Regions from separate parts of the Mus musculus genome. Here regions 1, 2, 3 and 5 are each linked to region 4. The links are chromatin contacts, called in public HiCAR-type, HiChIP or PLAC-seq and promoter capture Hi-C maps. All regions are on one chromosome and are shown on one strand. The core of a region is the stretch at or near the end of the contact, and the rest is flanking DNA. Distances in the headings are between cores, read along the strand shown. Region 1 holds the start of Slc25a15 (solute carrier family 25 (mitochondrial carrier ornithine transporter), member 15). Region 2 holds the start of Slc20a2 (solute carrier family 20, member 2). Region 3 holds the start of Ikbkb (inhibitor of kappaB kinase beta). Region 4 holds the start of Adam9 (a disintegrin and metallopeptidase domain 9 (meltrin gamma)). Region 5 holds the start of Rab11fip1 (RAB11 family interacting protein 1 (class I)).

The links. Promoter capture Hi-C pulls out the DNA fragments that hold promoters and counts their contacts. HiCAR-type assays count read pairs that join an accessible place to other places. HiChIP or PLAC-seq counts read pairs in DNA pulled down with a chosen protein or histone mark.
Region 1: a contact with region 4 is called in a HiCAR-type map of astrocytes, with 3 times the contacts expected there. The contact joins the promoter of Slc25a15 here to the promoter of Adam9 in region 4. A contact is called at or near these places in 2 of 39 promoter capture datasets (cranial neural crest and liver), 1 of 115 datasets of contacts at active chromatin or transcription factors (astrocytes) and 1 of 9 other capture datasets (liver).
Region 2: a contact with region 4 is called in an H3K27ac HiChIP or PLAC-seq map of thymic regulatory T cells, with 11 times the contacts expected there. The contact joins the promoter of Slc20a2 here to the promoter of Adam9 in region 4. A contact is called at or near these places in 3 of 39 promoter capture datasets (the 3T3-L1 cell line, liver and pre-B cells), 2 of 115 datasets of contacts at active chromatin or transcription factors (large pre-B cells and thymic regulatory T cells) and 1 of 9 other capture datasets (liver).
Region 3: a promoter capture Hi-C map of embryonic stem cells shows a contact between it and region 4, with 4 times the contacts expected there. The contact joins the promoter of Ikbkb here to the promoter of Adam9 in region 4. A contact is called at or near these places in 4 of 39 promoter capture datasets (cranial neural crest, embryonic stem cells, liver and 1 more), 1 of 115 datasets of contacts at active chromatin or transcription factors (large pre-B cells) and 1 of 9 other capture datasets (liver).
Region 5: an H3K27ac HiChIP or PLAC-seq map of bone marrow-derived dendritic cells shows a contact between it and region 4, with 8 times the contacts expected there. The contact joins the promoter of Rab11fip1 here to the promoter of Adam9 in region 4. A contact is called at or near these places in 1 of 39 promoter capture datasets (liver) and 1 of 115 datasets of contacts at active chromatin or transcription factors (bone marrow-derived dendritic cells).

What each region holds. Positions count from the first base shown.
Region 1 is chr8:22,397,365-22,400,064 of GRCm38.p6, forward strand. It overlaps Slc25a15 (solute carrier family 25 (mitochondrial carrier ornithine transporter), member 15), which reads right to left and starts at 1,257. Exons shown (of 7, transcript NM_181325.4): 1 at 1,076-1,257. It overlaps 1810012K16Rik (RIKEN cDNA 1810012K16 gene), which reads left to right and starts at 1,357. Exons shown (of 3, transcript NR_045473.1): 1 at 1,357-1,619; 2 at 1,783-1,914; 3 at 2,081-2,227.
Region 2 is chr8:22,475,295-22,477,994 of GRCm38.p6, forward strand. It overlaps Slc20a2 (solute carrier family 20, member 2), which reads left to right and starts at 1,406. Exons shown (of 11, transcript NM_011394.3): 1 at 1,406-1,631. It overlaps Smim19 (small integral membrane protein 19), which reads right to left and starts at 1,585. Exons shown (of 4, transcript NM_001146117.1): 1 at 1,212-1,585.
Region 3 is chr8:22,705,236-22,707,935 of GRCm38.p6, forward strand. Ikbkb (inhibitor of kappaB kinase beta) reads right to left here and starts at 1,348. Exons shown (of 22, transcript NM_001159774.1): 1 at 1,235-1,348; 2 at 847-969. The coding sequence starts at 951.
Region 4 is chr8:25,015,478-25,018,177 of GRCm38.p6, forward strand. It overlaps Adam9 (a disintegrin and metallopeptidase domain 9 (meltrin gamma)), which reads right to left and starts at 1,445. Exons shown (of 22, transcript NM_001270996.1): 1 at 1,208-1,445. The coding sequence starts at 1,304. It overlaps Tm2d2 (TM2 domain containing 2), which reads left to right and starts at 1,734. Exons shown (of 4, transcript NM_027194.3): 1 at 1,734-2,115; 2 at 2,589-2,676. The coding sequence starts at 1,892.
Region 5 is chr8:27,173,328-27,176,027 of GRCm38.p6, forward strand. Rab11fip1 (RAB11 family interacting protein 1 (class I)) reads right to left here and starts at 1,319. Exons shown (of 6, transcript NM_001080813.2): 1 at 882-1,319. The coding sequence starts at 1,258.

The DNA.
Region 1 (2,700 bases), core at 7-2,506, 2.6 Mb before region 4:
CAAGACCTACATGAGGATGAAAGCAATAGACACACTAACATGGATAAGGAAATCTCGGGGGAGGGGGTCTCAACCCTTGACAAAGAACTACAAACGAGTAAGGAAAGCTGGGAATGGGGGCATAGTCTTCCCCAGAGTACAGTCCCCAGTTGGTTATCCACCATATAGAGACAAGTAGCATTATATGTCCTGAGAAAAAGAGGCCATGAATTTGAAAGGGGGTAGGGGATATGGTTACACCGAAGGGGTTAGGCGTAGAAAAGGGAAGGGAGGAAATGATGTTAATTACAATTTTAAAAAGATATATTTTTTTAAGTGCTTTCCCGTGCTGGGAATTAAACCTAACTTCCTGCATACCAGGAAAGTACTCTTAACACTTAGCCCCCTTCTCAGGGGTATCTGTCAAATTATAGAAGACAGAAACGCTACTAACAGATGAACCCAGAAAGAATGCACAAGGACCTGAGTATCACCTGTGGCTTGGGGGATATGCAGGACCTGCAAAAACCAGACCGGTCTGCGCGGATTTAAACTAATTTAGGAGCCTGCTGTACCATTTGGAGTAGAAACCCCGAATCCTTTGAGCGTCTCACCCTCTTCCTTCAAACTACCCAGCAGTCCCAGAAACAACGCCGCCGACACAACCACTGGTTCCTAGGGTGCCAGAAAGAACTTCCCGGGTGCTCAGCGCAGGTGAGGCTGCCTTTCGCTAAGGAGGGACCCGTCTGGAGCTGCAGCTGGAGCTGCAGCTGGGCTGCAGAAGGCCGCCTGCCTGCCACCACCATCAATCGAACCCCTCGGGCCCAGCCCGGGACAACCGGGGTGCCAACTACTGCCGCAGCTGCGGAGCGCTTCACCCGGCCTGACCCGGATTCTGCTCTGCTCCGCGCAGCGCGCGCACACTGGCCACCGCGCCCGCCCGCCCGAACCTCCGCGTCTCCCGGGACCCCGCAGCGAGCCCGGTGCGCGCGCCCGGAGCCGCGGCACGTGTGCGGCAGGGCGGGGACTGTCAGCCGCGTTCCCCAGCCGGGCCGGTCGCCCACTCGCTCGCTCCCGCCCGCTCCCGCAGCCTCACCGCCGCGCCTGGCTGTGTCCGGCTCGCCCTCTGCCGCCCGCGCGCTCCGCTGGCGGCCGCGGGCCCCCGGGCAATTTTTAAGGTCGCCCTGTGGGTCCGGCCCTCGGGCCCTCCCTCCTGAGACCCCCTCCACCAGCCCTCCCTCCGGAGGCCACGCCCTCCTGAGGGCCCGCCCTCTCGAAGTCCCGCCCTACCGGCCCTCCCCCACGCGAGGCCCCCTCCGCCCCTCCCTCCCGAAGGCTGGCCAAGGAAACGGAAATCTGCTCTCCTCGCTGACTGCCGAGCTGGCAGCCTCCGGGAGGACTCACCTTGAGGTCTCCCAGCGTTATCCAGCCCCAGGAGGCTGTGGCTTTAACAGTAAATGGAAAGTACTAGAATGGTAGTGGTGAACTATAAGTTCCCTTATGGGCAGCTTTTTAAATCATCTGTTTATTTGTCTACAGACAGGGTCTCGCATAGCCCAGGCTTAACTTGCTATATGGCTGAGGGTGGTCAGGAACTTCCTGATCTTCCTACCTCCCCCTTCCAAGAGAAGGAATTTCAGGTTTGTTCCACCAGGCTTGGATTTGTGAGGTGGCTGGGATGAAACGTGGGGCTTCCTGCATGCTAGGCAAGCGCTCTGCCAACAGAGCTACATCCCTAGGTTTTAGTTGCTTGTCTGATTGTCTATTTTGTGTCGCTTTAGGTTTCATTCTTTCTCCCCTAAGGAAATCCATTCCCAGGAACATTATGGAAAAGACAACAATATAAGCTGCCGCTGCAGGTTTTATAGTTCCCAGCGATATATTCCTGAGGCTTTAATTAGAAGCTCAAAGTGACGCTGGAGTGAGGGCGCAGAGGTAAAGAACCTTTGATACTTATCAACTTGACTCAGCCTAGAATCAGTAGAGGGATTGCCTAAATCCAGTCAGTCTGAGGATGGAAAGGTCCGTAGCAGCAATGTCTTGATCAGTAATTGATGCTGGAGAGCCCAGCCCACTATGGGTGGTGTCATTCCTCTGGCAGGAAGTCCTGGATTGGAGGGGGGAAAAAAGCATCGTCCAGAGATCAACCAAGAAAGTGAGTCGGTAATCTGTATTCCTACATGGCTTCTGCCTTGACTTCCTGCCTTCCGTCAATCTGGAAGAGAATGCCAAATAAACCTTTTCCAAGCTGCAGTTTAGGCAACAGTGTTTCATTGCTGCAACAGAACGAAACTAAAATTCAGTTCTTAGCCCACATCTGGTAGCGCCCAAGTCCAGCGCTGGTGTGTATCCAGCTCCCCCGTCTGGCTTCTGTAAGCATCTGCAGGTTCCTTCAGGGGTACACACACACACACACACACACACACACACACACTACACATAAATAAAATAAATCTTTAAAAAAGAATCATAAAATCAAAAGGAGCAGGGAATACTTAAGAAAACTGTGGTTCACAGGAGTGATAAAACTATCTTTAACTCTAGCCCTATTCAATTGGAAGAGTCTCAGGGTCATGTGACCCCTACACCACCAGCTTCCCACTCCGCTTCAGCCTCCCTATGAGCCTTTTCACGTTTTTAAAGATTCCTTTAATTCTGAAATTGATGTGTATGTATGAAAACATGCATGCTGGCACCTGTGGAGGCTGCAAGGCAAAGTTG
Region 2 (2,700 bases), core at 156-2,655, 2.5 Mb before region 4:
TTTTCGACACAACCCTGTCCACCTGCCATGGTGTGAATAATATACTTCTACCCAGAGATTGATGGCTTCCTACTATATTACACTTTAATCATACTTAGAAAAAGCTTTTCTAACCATTGCTGACCCAGGATGGCAAAACAGATTCTATAAAACCATCCATAGTATGCAATAACACCGCTGCTCCACAGGTCCTGGGTGGATGAGTTTCCTTAGACCCACAGTTTAAAGGGTCTGCACTGAAGCTAGGCCTCTCCTGCTAGTCCTGACACCATCAAGGCCACGCTTTGGAAGAGTCAGGAATGGAGAGTTCAGAGTCCACAGTGCAGACATGGAGGTACTTTAACCACGCCTCCCACGCACTTTGTGTAACCTAACCAAGTGTGAGGATATGCGCCTTTCCCCTTCAGTCTAAAGTAAAATGTCCAGGGGTTGGTTCATTTCAGGCAAGTTAATGCTCTAGTAGATTGATGCTGAGAGTGACATTCTGGGCTCTTATGGGAAAACTGACATCTTCCCTCAGCTGTCCGGTGATGTAATGTTTAAACTATTATTGCATTAGAAAGATGCTAGCTAGATGGAGCTGATTTAAGCTGCAGGTTAAACACGCATATTAAGAGATCATGACATCAAAAAACGCATCCATCGGGATTTAGTTTAAGGCTGACCTCCTTTTGGGTGACAAAATCCTTTTCAGGTAATCATGAGACATTATCCTAAGTTTTAAAGTTTGTCCACTCCGTTCTAGAACCTGCCACCTCGCTTGGAATGCTATTTTCTGCCTCTCACGTGGGACTTTTGTTACTCTCTCACGGAAATTCAGACTACACATAATTTCTAACAACGGAACCCAAACACCATGAGGGGAAGATTCATTCTCCTGACTCTCTGAAGCACTGCGACGTTTGAGGTCCTAAAACAGACGGGAACAAGGTCACAGGCTTTCACCCCATCCTAGAGGACGGAGCATAGCTGAGGCCTGTGGACTGCGCAGTACACGTTCGAGTAATTTTTTTTTTCTTTTTGCACCCATCCTGCTTTGACGCACTGCAACTCAATAACAGGTGACAGTGGTGGCTCTGAGATCCCAAGGCCACAGGGACCCGGGGAACGGGAGGCGCAGAGGTGGCACACAGATCTGACGCCCAAACCTGGCCTCCTCCAGCCGCCGCCCCCCTCCCCCGAGCCTGTGCAATCTGTTCCAGGTGACATACAGGACAGTCCTCCCGCGACGGGACGCCGCACGCTCCCGCCGGCGTCTCTGCGGGCTCCGGGGACCCTAGGCACGCTGCAGCCGCCCCGCTCACTCCGCCCGCAGAGACACCCAGGTCGGGATCTGACCCGCAGCAGCTCGCAGCCCGCGGCTGGGCCCGGACTGGACGGGACGGGGCGGGGCCGGGACGGGGGCGGGGCGGTGACGCAGCCGCGCGCGGGCGGGCGAGCGAGCGGGAGAGCGGGCGGGCGGGCGCTCGGCGGCTGCTGAGGTGCGGAGGCCGCCGCGCCGAGCCGCTCCGCTCCGCTCGGGCTGTTCCGGGAGTCGGGCGGGGAGCGCGGGCCGAGACCCAGCGGACCGGACGACCTCGCCTTCGTCACTTCCTGCCGGCCCGCGGTTTCCGGAGGGAACGAGAAGCCAGGTTTTGTTATTGGTTTTTCTTCCTTCCCTCTGTGCGGGATCGGAGCCCGACGCCGCGGCGGCACCGCGTGCCGCGTGTGGCGGGAGCCGAGCGCAGCGCGGTGCAGCGCGGCGGTGCGTCTCTCCGCGCGCCGCGGCCCGGGTCGGCGCGGGCGGGAAGCGGCGGGCTCAGGCCGGAGGGCGCCGAGGCTCCTCCGCGGTGGGGCGGTCTCGGGGTGTCTGCGCGTGCTCCCGGGACGAAGCTGGCTGGCTGGGTTCTCGGTCTCCTCATCTTCCCGGCTGTGAGGCCGAGGCGACTGCTCTCTCGCATCTTTGCTTGAATGGCTAGGGTGTTTTTAAAAGAAAAAGAACAAAAAAGAAAAACACCATTTGCGTGGGGGGACTTGAATAAGGTTACGTTTTCCAGGGTGAGGCAGGTGGTGATCGTTAATGAGTGAGTGCAGTTTCGCCATTAAACCGATCAGTCGGTCCCCCCAGGTTAGTGCGGCCATGCAAATAAAGCGGCCCATTGTCCACGTGCTTAAGGGCTTAGCAATTCCAGCAGGGCAAGTTCTCCGGGATCATCTGACTTCTTGTTACCATTCTTGCTCGCAGTGTAGCGGTTCTCTTGAGTTGGCGTGCAGAGATAAGAGCAAATAATTAGACTGTAACTTTTCACAAGTTGTCTTGCCTATTACAAACTCACCTTCCCTTAGGATCAGTAACATGTTTTTGTAGTATCAGTGTATGTGCGTTTACGTATATTATACACACAATCATTTATATAATTTTTAAACCATTTAGTTTGAGTTTAAAGTTAGAGAATTAGAAAGAGTAGTACACGTGGTGTTTGCTGCCTGTTTGCCGGGACAGTGCCAGATGTTCATAGATGTTTTATATCAGTTCATTCTCAAGGGGAACTTCTTACATAGGCGTAGATTGTTCAGTTTCTCAATACTTAAGTTTGATTAGCTCGCACCACTATGTAGAACGTTGGCTTTAAATAGTTGTTTCTCTTCTGAAAATAAGGGTGCTGATCACAGAATAACTTAGCAAATTAGTGTGGCTTTAGAAAGAAGTTCATAGAAGTG
Region 3 (2,700 bases), core at 98-2,597, 2.3 Mb before region 4:
AATTGGCTTATTGAGGACTCAGCTTAGGGCACAGGCCATGACCCCCAAGTTTGATAGTCACACATCACGTCTGATACTCAAGTATCCTGAGGTTAGTAAGTACTCTTTAGCGGAAACATCACAAGTACTGTGTGCTCCTGAGGCACTGTGATGAACTCATTACCCAAATCGGATAAAATAAGTCTCCCACAGTAAACAGCCGAGCTAGAGAGAGTCCTGCCAAGAATCTCAGCGTACTTACTGCCAGCCCCCTCCCCCAAATTTTTTTTGGAAGAACACAAACTTTTAACATGAGCAACGCACATCAGACACATAAGGACTAAAATAATAGGAATAAAAATTAGATCCAAAAATGAAATCAGTCCACATCACTCAGCATTATATGGCGGCACATGGAAAAGAAAGAAAGAAAGAAAGAAAGAAAGAAAGAAAGAAAGAGAGAAAGAAAGAGAAGAGAAAAACCTTGGGGTTATCAACTACCTAAAATATTTTAAATAAAGTTATTTAAAATGTTTTTTATTGCTCTCATCTTTTTAACACTGCCTGTATTCTACAACATTTATCACAATGTAATGTATTACGTGCTAGTCTAAATATTAGTAGAAATATAATTTCAAAATACTTGGAATGACAGCTTACTCCCTCATGTGTCCTTCTAAGTGGCATGGTTATTAAGGTTTTTTAAAAAGAGTCAGTTTAGCAGCTCACAGATCCCCTTTGCAGTCCTTTTTCTTACGCTCCCATTGGACAACGCCAAGGTTAGGCAGGGATCCACCCATTCACACCGGGCCAGGTCAGAAGAGGCGCCAAGAAAGCTCACCCACCTTCCTGGTGCCAGAGCCCTACCTGATTGTGCCACCGGATGACGTTTCCAAATCCCCCGGTCCCCAGGCGTTCTTTCATTTCCCAGGCTCCACATGTCTGGGTTGGGAGGGACGGTGACCAGCTCATATCGATGCCCTGCTAACTCTAGAAGCAAGCAGGGAGAGAGGACAAGTTGAGAGTAAGAAGAACACTGGAGCTCAAGAAGCAACTGGGAGCAGCAGTGGCTGCTGCCCTGCAAGGGGAGGCTAGGACACCGGTGTAGTTAACAAATAAAAGTTGCGGCGGCCGGGCCCACCGGTGGGTCCGCTCAGCATCGGGCGCGGCGCAGCCACGGACCCCGGGGAGAGGCGGAGCGCACACCCGGGTGAGCCGGTCCACGCGCCGCGAGCCGCCCTCGCGTGGGACTCACCTGCCCCGGGGGCCGCGGGGCCGCCAGCGACACCCGCTGAGGACATGAAAACTCGGGGTCCCCACGCAGCCAGCCCAGCGCCACTTCCTCAAACACTTCCTGCCCTGACGTCACGGGTACTAGACGGCTCTTAAAGGGGACGCGCGAGCCACTGGCTCTCGGAGACGCAGCCACAGCCAGCCAAGGTGCTGGACCTGGCGGCGCAGGACCTGGCGGCTTGGAGAGCTCTTCTTCACCCTGGCACTTTTTAGGCTGAGCTTGATCCGACTGGCTAGGCAGTTAATAAGGGGAGAATCTGCCGAGCCCCGACTAGTGCTGACTTAGAGGCTGTCCTAAGAATTGCCTCCCTGTCCTCCCACCGCTCCTGGTTCAGTATTAAGAATAATCAACCATCCTGATGCTCCTCAGAAAGTAACACACCACCATCCCCCTCAAAGAGGAAGGGAGGAGAGGGAAGAGTACAGAGACAAAACAAAAAACTAGCACTGTCTATCAAAAATGGAGTTTGAGCACTGGGAGCATAAAGAAATTACTAGTTATTAGGTCAAGAGGCTGGGTATTGTCTTCTCCACCAGGACACCCCACACGCCTACCAGCATCCACCCCTGCCTCTAACAAGCCAGGTTCAGCCGCTCACCTCCCATAGCCTAATTCACGATACAATTACCAATGGAAAGGAGAAAAAGAGGTTTATTCAATGTGACTACATTGGGGAAAGACAGCGATCTAATCTCTCTCACCCATACCTCTGCCGATCCAAGTCTAATTTTGGGGTCCTGCCATGAGGTTTGGGTTTAAGTGGAAGGCAAGTGGTATACATAACTAAGTAGTCATGCTCAATATATGTTCTGGTCCACCATCGTTGTCTAGGCTCCAGTTTCTCCTATGATGTGGCGTTTGTCAGACGGTGTGAAATCTCTGCTCCTCTGAAGGTGGCACAGTGGCTCCAGGCTTCTGACATTTACTGGCTTTTTAGATCCGAACCCAGCAGCGGACAGCGACCAGCAAGGCTAACAAAGTCTCCCTGGATTGAAAGCCAAAGATCTTTGTGGGATAACCTGGGGACTCTAAGCGTTTGAACTCAAGAATAGAGCAAATAAAGAACTTCTCACTCTTTTATTATTAAAGCAAGCAAAACATGAGATGATGTTTACAGAGAGCTTAAGCAAATACAAGAACAGCAAGTGAAAAAACACTTGGTATTATGTCTTATCATCCTTGCACCTGTGGGAAAAAGCCAAGAATATTCCTCCCAGGACCCCACCCTTCCCACAGAGAGAACGTGGACATCCCAAGCCATACCCTTCATGTCGCCCCTTTTGAGAGCATCCACTTTTTATGGGGTTTGCAATTATTTCTAGAAGGCCACTTGTGGAAGAACATTCTGCACTCTGCCCCAACCACAGCTCACGGGACAGTCACAGCTTTCTTACACGGGTTCCCACGTGGCCTCAGATGATGTTCCT
Region 4 (2,700 bases), core at 195-2,694:
ACAAAAAAAAAAAAACCCTTCAGCATCTCTCCTATATCTTAGTCCACATGGTCACCCTTTAGATCCTCCAAAAGCATCAGGAATGGGTTTCCTTCCTGATGAAGGCTGGATAGATTTCCAAAGCGAATACTCATGCCTATGTGAGCAGCTGGCCCATTGCAGCAGCAACTGAAGAACACAAGGATATTCCATTCATTTTTATGCCCATGTGTAACAACAAACATATACATGTACTAAAAATATAATCTGGTTTTTGCTGGCAAACACAAGAAGTTAGAGATTATTAAAATTTCAGTTCCTTTCATAGCGATATTGTTAACTAGAACAGCACGTTTCATCAGACACGTCCTGGAAGCATCCCATTGAAAATTTGTCAGTATTTATAAACTCCAGGAGGACGCTAACTTAATTAAAAAGGAGAAAGCCAAAGACAAGAAGCTGTAATTAGTTTCGTGAAGGTCAGCGGTCCTGAACTCAAATCTACACTCATCACCTTTGAAGGCAACAATTTTGTAAAGCCTTCTATTGTCCATAGTGTTCCCGGAGCTCAAAGAGATAACTAAGCCATGCAAACACTAATTTAATACAAAGGATGAAATAAATAACTTATTTCCAGGAAAAAAAGAACCTAGTGTGTTCCCATTCAGTTTCATCATCCACAATATAAATATCTTACATATTTACGGGAAGTTTCACAATTCAGATGTGCTGGCGAACAGTAATTTAATTCTTTCCGATAATCCCCTGGGTTAAACAGAGCAGAGATTCTTTGTCCAGATTTAGATAGATTGAACTACAGGCTCTAGAAACGTAGCGTTTCGTTGATTTTATTATTTTAAGTATCCTTACTAACAAAAAAAAAAAAAAAAAAAAAAAAAAAAACGGCCCAAGGAAAACCCGCCCTCTTCTCCATCGGGATCCCTGTGGACCTACTGCTGAGTCGTCCAAGACGGCGAACGTCAAACCCCAAATCCTGATAGACTGAAGCAAAAGTTCCATCTCCCAGCCCAGAGCTGGTGACAGCCACTCCACCCGCAAAGCACTCGCTGCAGCCCGGGAGTAGCGAGCGCACCGCCACAGTGCAGCCGGCCGCCGGCCACCGGGCTCCGGGTCAGCGCTGACAGGGGAGCCGGAGCCCAGGGTCCGCCTCGCAGCCCTCACCACCCAGCACTCACTCCCCACAGCACGGTTCCCGTCCGGCACCCACCTGGTCGCCCGGCCTCGAGGACTGGGCCCAGCAAGCCACACGCCAGCAGCCACCTTAGTCGCAGAGAGGCAAGGGGCGAGAGCGCGCGCGGCCCCATAGCGAGGGCTTCGGCAGGTTCCGCTCAACGCGCGGCCGCCGCCTCCGCCCCTTCGGTCATCCTTGCAACCCCGCGGGGGCCCCCGGGCTGGCGGGGCGCTCGCCCTCGGCGAGCACGCGCGCGGCACTGACGCAGCAACCCCCCCCCCCCCAAAAACCCCGCCCCTTTCCCGATCCCGCGGCCAGAGGCTGACGTAGGGAAAATACAGTCTGGCCAACCCACCGGCGGCCGCCGCCGCCGCCGCTCCAGTTCGCGCCCGGCTGTTCCGCCCCTCCGCCCGCTCAGCGGAGACTAGAGAAGGTAGGAGGGGCTGGAGGGCGGGGCTAAGGGAAGCTCCACCCTCCCTCCGCTCCGTGCAGCAGTGAAGGGTCTACTGGAGGGCGGAGCGAAGCCAGGCCACACCTTTCCCCTGGCCGTTTCTGATTGGCCGTAGTGGCAGGCGGAGCGTCGAGCTGCGCACGGGTTGGCTGTGGAACGGAGGGTTGCGTACCCGACGTAGAGAGAGGCCTGACAGCGCCGGGCTCCGGTGGGCCGTGGCGGCCTGGCTTTGTTTTTAGGCCAGGTCTCTAGGACCGGCCCCCGGGAAGATGGTGCTGGGCGGCTGCCCTGTGAGTTACCTATTGCTGTGCGGCCAGGCGGCCCTGCTATTGGGGAACCTGCTGCTGCTGCACTGTGTTTCTCGGAGCCACTCGTTTAATGCTACGGCCGAACTGGATCTCACACCCTCGGGCGCCGCTCACCTCGAGGGTCCCGCGGCCTCAAGCTGGGAATACAGCGACCCCAACTCGCCAGTCATCCTTTGCTCTTACCTGTAAGCTGCCGGGACGTGGCGGGCGGACCTAGAGGGGGATCGGGCCAGGGATAGCTGTTGGTTGTGGGAGCGGAAGGCTGCTTCCACCTCGGGGAGGTGATTCCGGGACTGGTGCCTCTCAATTGCCCTGCCACAGAAAGCAATTAAACTGTGTGTTAGTGGTAGATACTGGGAAGGAGTAATGTAGGCTACAGAACCCTTCCACTTCCTGCACCCTTTCTGCTGCCTTGGTTACAGGATGAGTTCAAGGCCAACCAGCCAGCCTGGGTAACTTGTCTCAAATTTAAAAAAAAAAGAAAGAAAGAAAATTCAAGGGCTGGAAATGTAGCTCAAAGGTAGATAGCACCTCTAGCGTATCCAGTTCCCAGTACAGAAGGAGGAACAGATATTAAAAGAGGAACGAAAATAGCATTGCGTGCGGACACAGAAGCAATCGGCAAAAGGCACTGATGAAAAATCTTACTGATTTGCAGACCCGACGAGTTCGTAGACTGTGATGCCCCAGTGGATCACGTTGGAAATGCAACTGCCTCCCAGGAGCTTGGTTATGGTTGTCTCAAGGTGAGGATTTTGTTCTTTGTACAG
Region 5 (2,700 bases), core at 69-2,568, 2.2 Mb after region 4:
TTCAAGGTCAGCCTGGTCTACAGAGGGAGTTCCAGGACAGCCAGGGCTACACAGGGAAACCCTGTCTCGAAACAAACAAACAAACAAACAAACAAACAAACAAAAGACTTTAACGTGAACTGGAGTTTGCCTAACTTTTTCTGCAAAATTAGGATGTCCTGTCAGAACCTTCAATTAAGGGGCCACAGGTAGGCTAGTGAGTAGCCACGGTACCAGGAATTAGAACCAGACAGAATTTACCAAACTCCAAAGAGCAACAACCTATTCTACTCACTTCTACTGAGTCAGTAACAGATCTTGGAACAATCATCGACCACTAATTCAGATCCCAGACAAACAACAAACTGTTCTAGCGTTCATTCCGAGGGGTCGAATCAGATGGGCATGAGAATCAGCAATCACCAGGCTGGTGGTTTTTTTCCCCCACTCTTGTCCTCCCAGGATCGTCCAGCTCTGGGGGCCCTAGGCTTTCACTCCAAATAGCTACCCTCCCTGGCCCAAGGGTTCTCAGCTCAAAGCCTCTCAAGTTCAACAAAATACTCAGGGGAGCGTCCATGCAAGATAAAGCGGATACCCCACCTAATAGGAATTCTCCTACCTGCATATTATTTCAGTTCACCAAAACTTCATCTAGTGCTTAGTGTGCTGTGCGGTCTAAGGGCGCCCTGAGGATTCAAAGGTTCTCCTATCTTCCAAAAGCCCCCATAACTGGGAAAGCTGGAAACTGACAGCCCGAAGAGAAGCTGGGTTAGGTGAGCCTGCGGGCGAGGGGGAGCCAAGGGCCATCCTCCCATAGCGCGGTAGCTGCCACTCTCGCCCCCAAGGTGCACTGCCCGAGCGTCCTTCCTCCCCTGGACTCCCCGCGCCCTGCAGCCACTCACTGCTTCTTCCTGCGGCCCTGGTCCCGGTGCAGCTCCCGCAGGTCCACCTCGGCGCGGCCCAGGAACTTATCGAGACCGAGCAACGCGCGGTGCAGGACGGTGAGCTGCAGGGTGGCGGCGGCGGCCGGCGCGGCCCCGGAGGACAGCAGCGGAGGCAGCTCGAAGGTGGCTTCCTCGCGCCACACGGGCGCGCCCAGGCTGCGCTCCGACACCGACGTGGCGTACTTCTCCTTGCCCACCTGGATCACCGCGTACGCGTCGCTCGTGCCCCCGGGTCCCTTGGCCCGCAAGCCCCGCGCCTGTAGCACCGTCACCTGCACGTGGGTAGGGGACCACATGGTCCCCGGGCCCCGGCCCGCTGAGGCCGCCAGGGACATGGTGGCAGACGCGGCACCAGGCTAGGAAGCCAGAAGGTAGCCGCTGTCCTCGGTCTGGACCGCCCACCGGGCTCCCGAGCCGCTTTAATGCTTCCGGCCACGCCCCCACCACGCCCCCTGCGCCCGCGCGCCACCTGCCCTGGGGGCGGGCCTCGCGGAGAAGGCGGGGACCTAAAGGTCACGTGGGCTGGCGCAGCCTGAAGAGTTTTGGATCAGAGAAGTAATGATGCACTAAGTGGTCCCCAGTTGTCTGAGTCCGTATGAGGGAACAGGAGCAAGCCTGATCCGCCTAGCAGCAGATGTGAGACTTTGCCTCAGTTTCTTCTTGCGTAAAACGAGGCGACAGTCACCCCTTGGATTGCTGTAAAGAAAGTAATACATTTAAGTTTATAGCATAGTTGCATGCCTATGGGAAGGGCTCCGAAAGTGGTAGCTATGCTTGGGTTATACCACACCACTCCAGGGATGCTTCTCCTGCTCTGGTCCCCTGGGTACTGCTCTGGAGGAAGGCGGGGAGCCAGGGATGTTGTGAGAGACTGTGTCGGGGAAGCGGAGGGTAGGTGAGGGACTAGCCTGTGCTACTCTGCCCTTACCACATAGGGTGAGGCTAGGTTAGGAAGAGCAAGAAGGGGGAACTGGAAACGGGGTTGCCAAACCGAACCCCTCGGTTCCCCATTTCTTCCTACGTAAGCCTCTTGCGTCCTCTCTGGGCTCCATCTCTGGCCTCCCACTCGGTTTTCTTGTTCCCAGTCAGTGTCTAGCAGATTGGTGACTTCCCTGAGTGTTTCGGGTCATCCTTCAAAGGCTGAAATCTCCGATGGTGAGTTATTCAGAGTGGAAATGTAACTTTGAAAGCCTTAAGGTTCAGGAAAGATGTGACACGTCCGAGTTCTTACATTAAAGCTGGGGATAGAGCCCTGGTGCCCTGGCTCCCATGCTAGAACTGAGGACACCTCCCGCGCTACAACACTTTAAAGGTTTCCAGACACACACACACACCCCTCCCTCTCCACTGAGCTCCCTCTGGTCGACCAGCCTACTGCTTTCCCGACTTCTGGAACCCCTGCAGTGTTGAATTACCGCCAGCTGCGGTACTTCTCACTTAGACTCTTGAAGGCATTCCTTTTTTGGGTCCCACCCCTTTGTTTTCCTTGACTTCTGGGTAAACAAACCTGCAGCCTAGAGAGTTTCTCTCCCTGGGGCCCCAGCTGTCCCTTATCTACCTCACTGCTTGTCACAGATTTCCACTTGACATAGCTGCCTGAAAGACAGGTGACTTGTTTAACTCCCTGCTTCTCAGTCTTGCGGGGGGGGGGGGGGGGGGAGAAAATAGGACTGCCAAGGTGGCTGGGTCATACAGATTATGAACACCAGGATTTGGAGTTATACATCAGTGTTAGACCTGGCGAGCTAGAAAGCTCACTGGAAGGCTATGAGCAGTG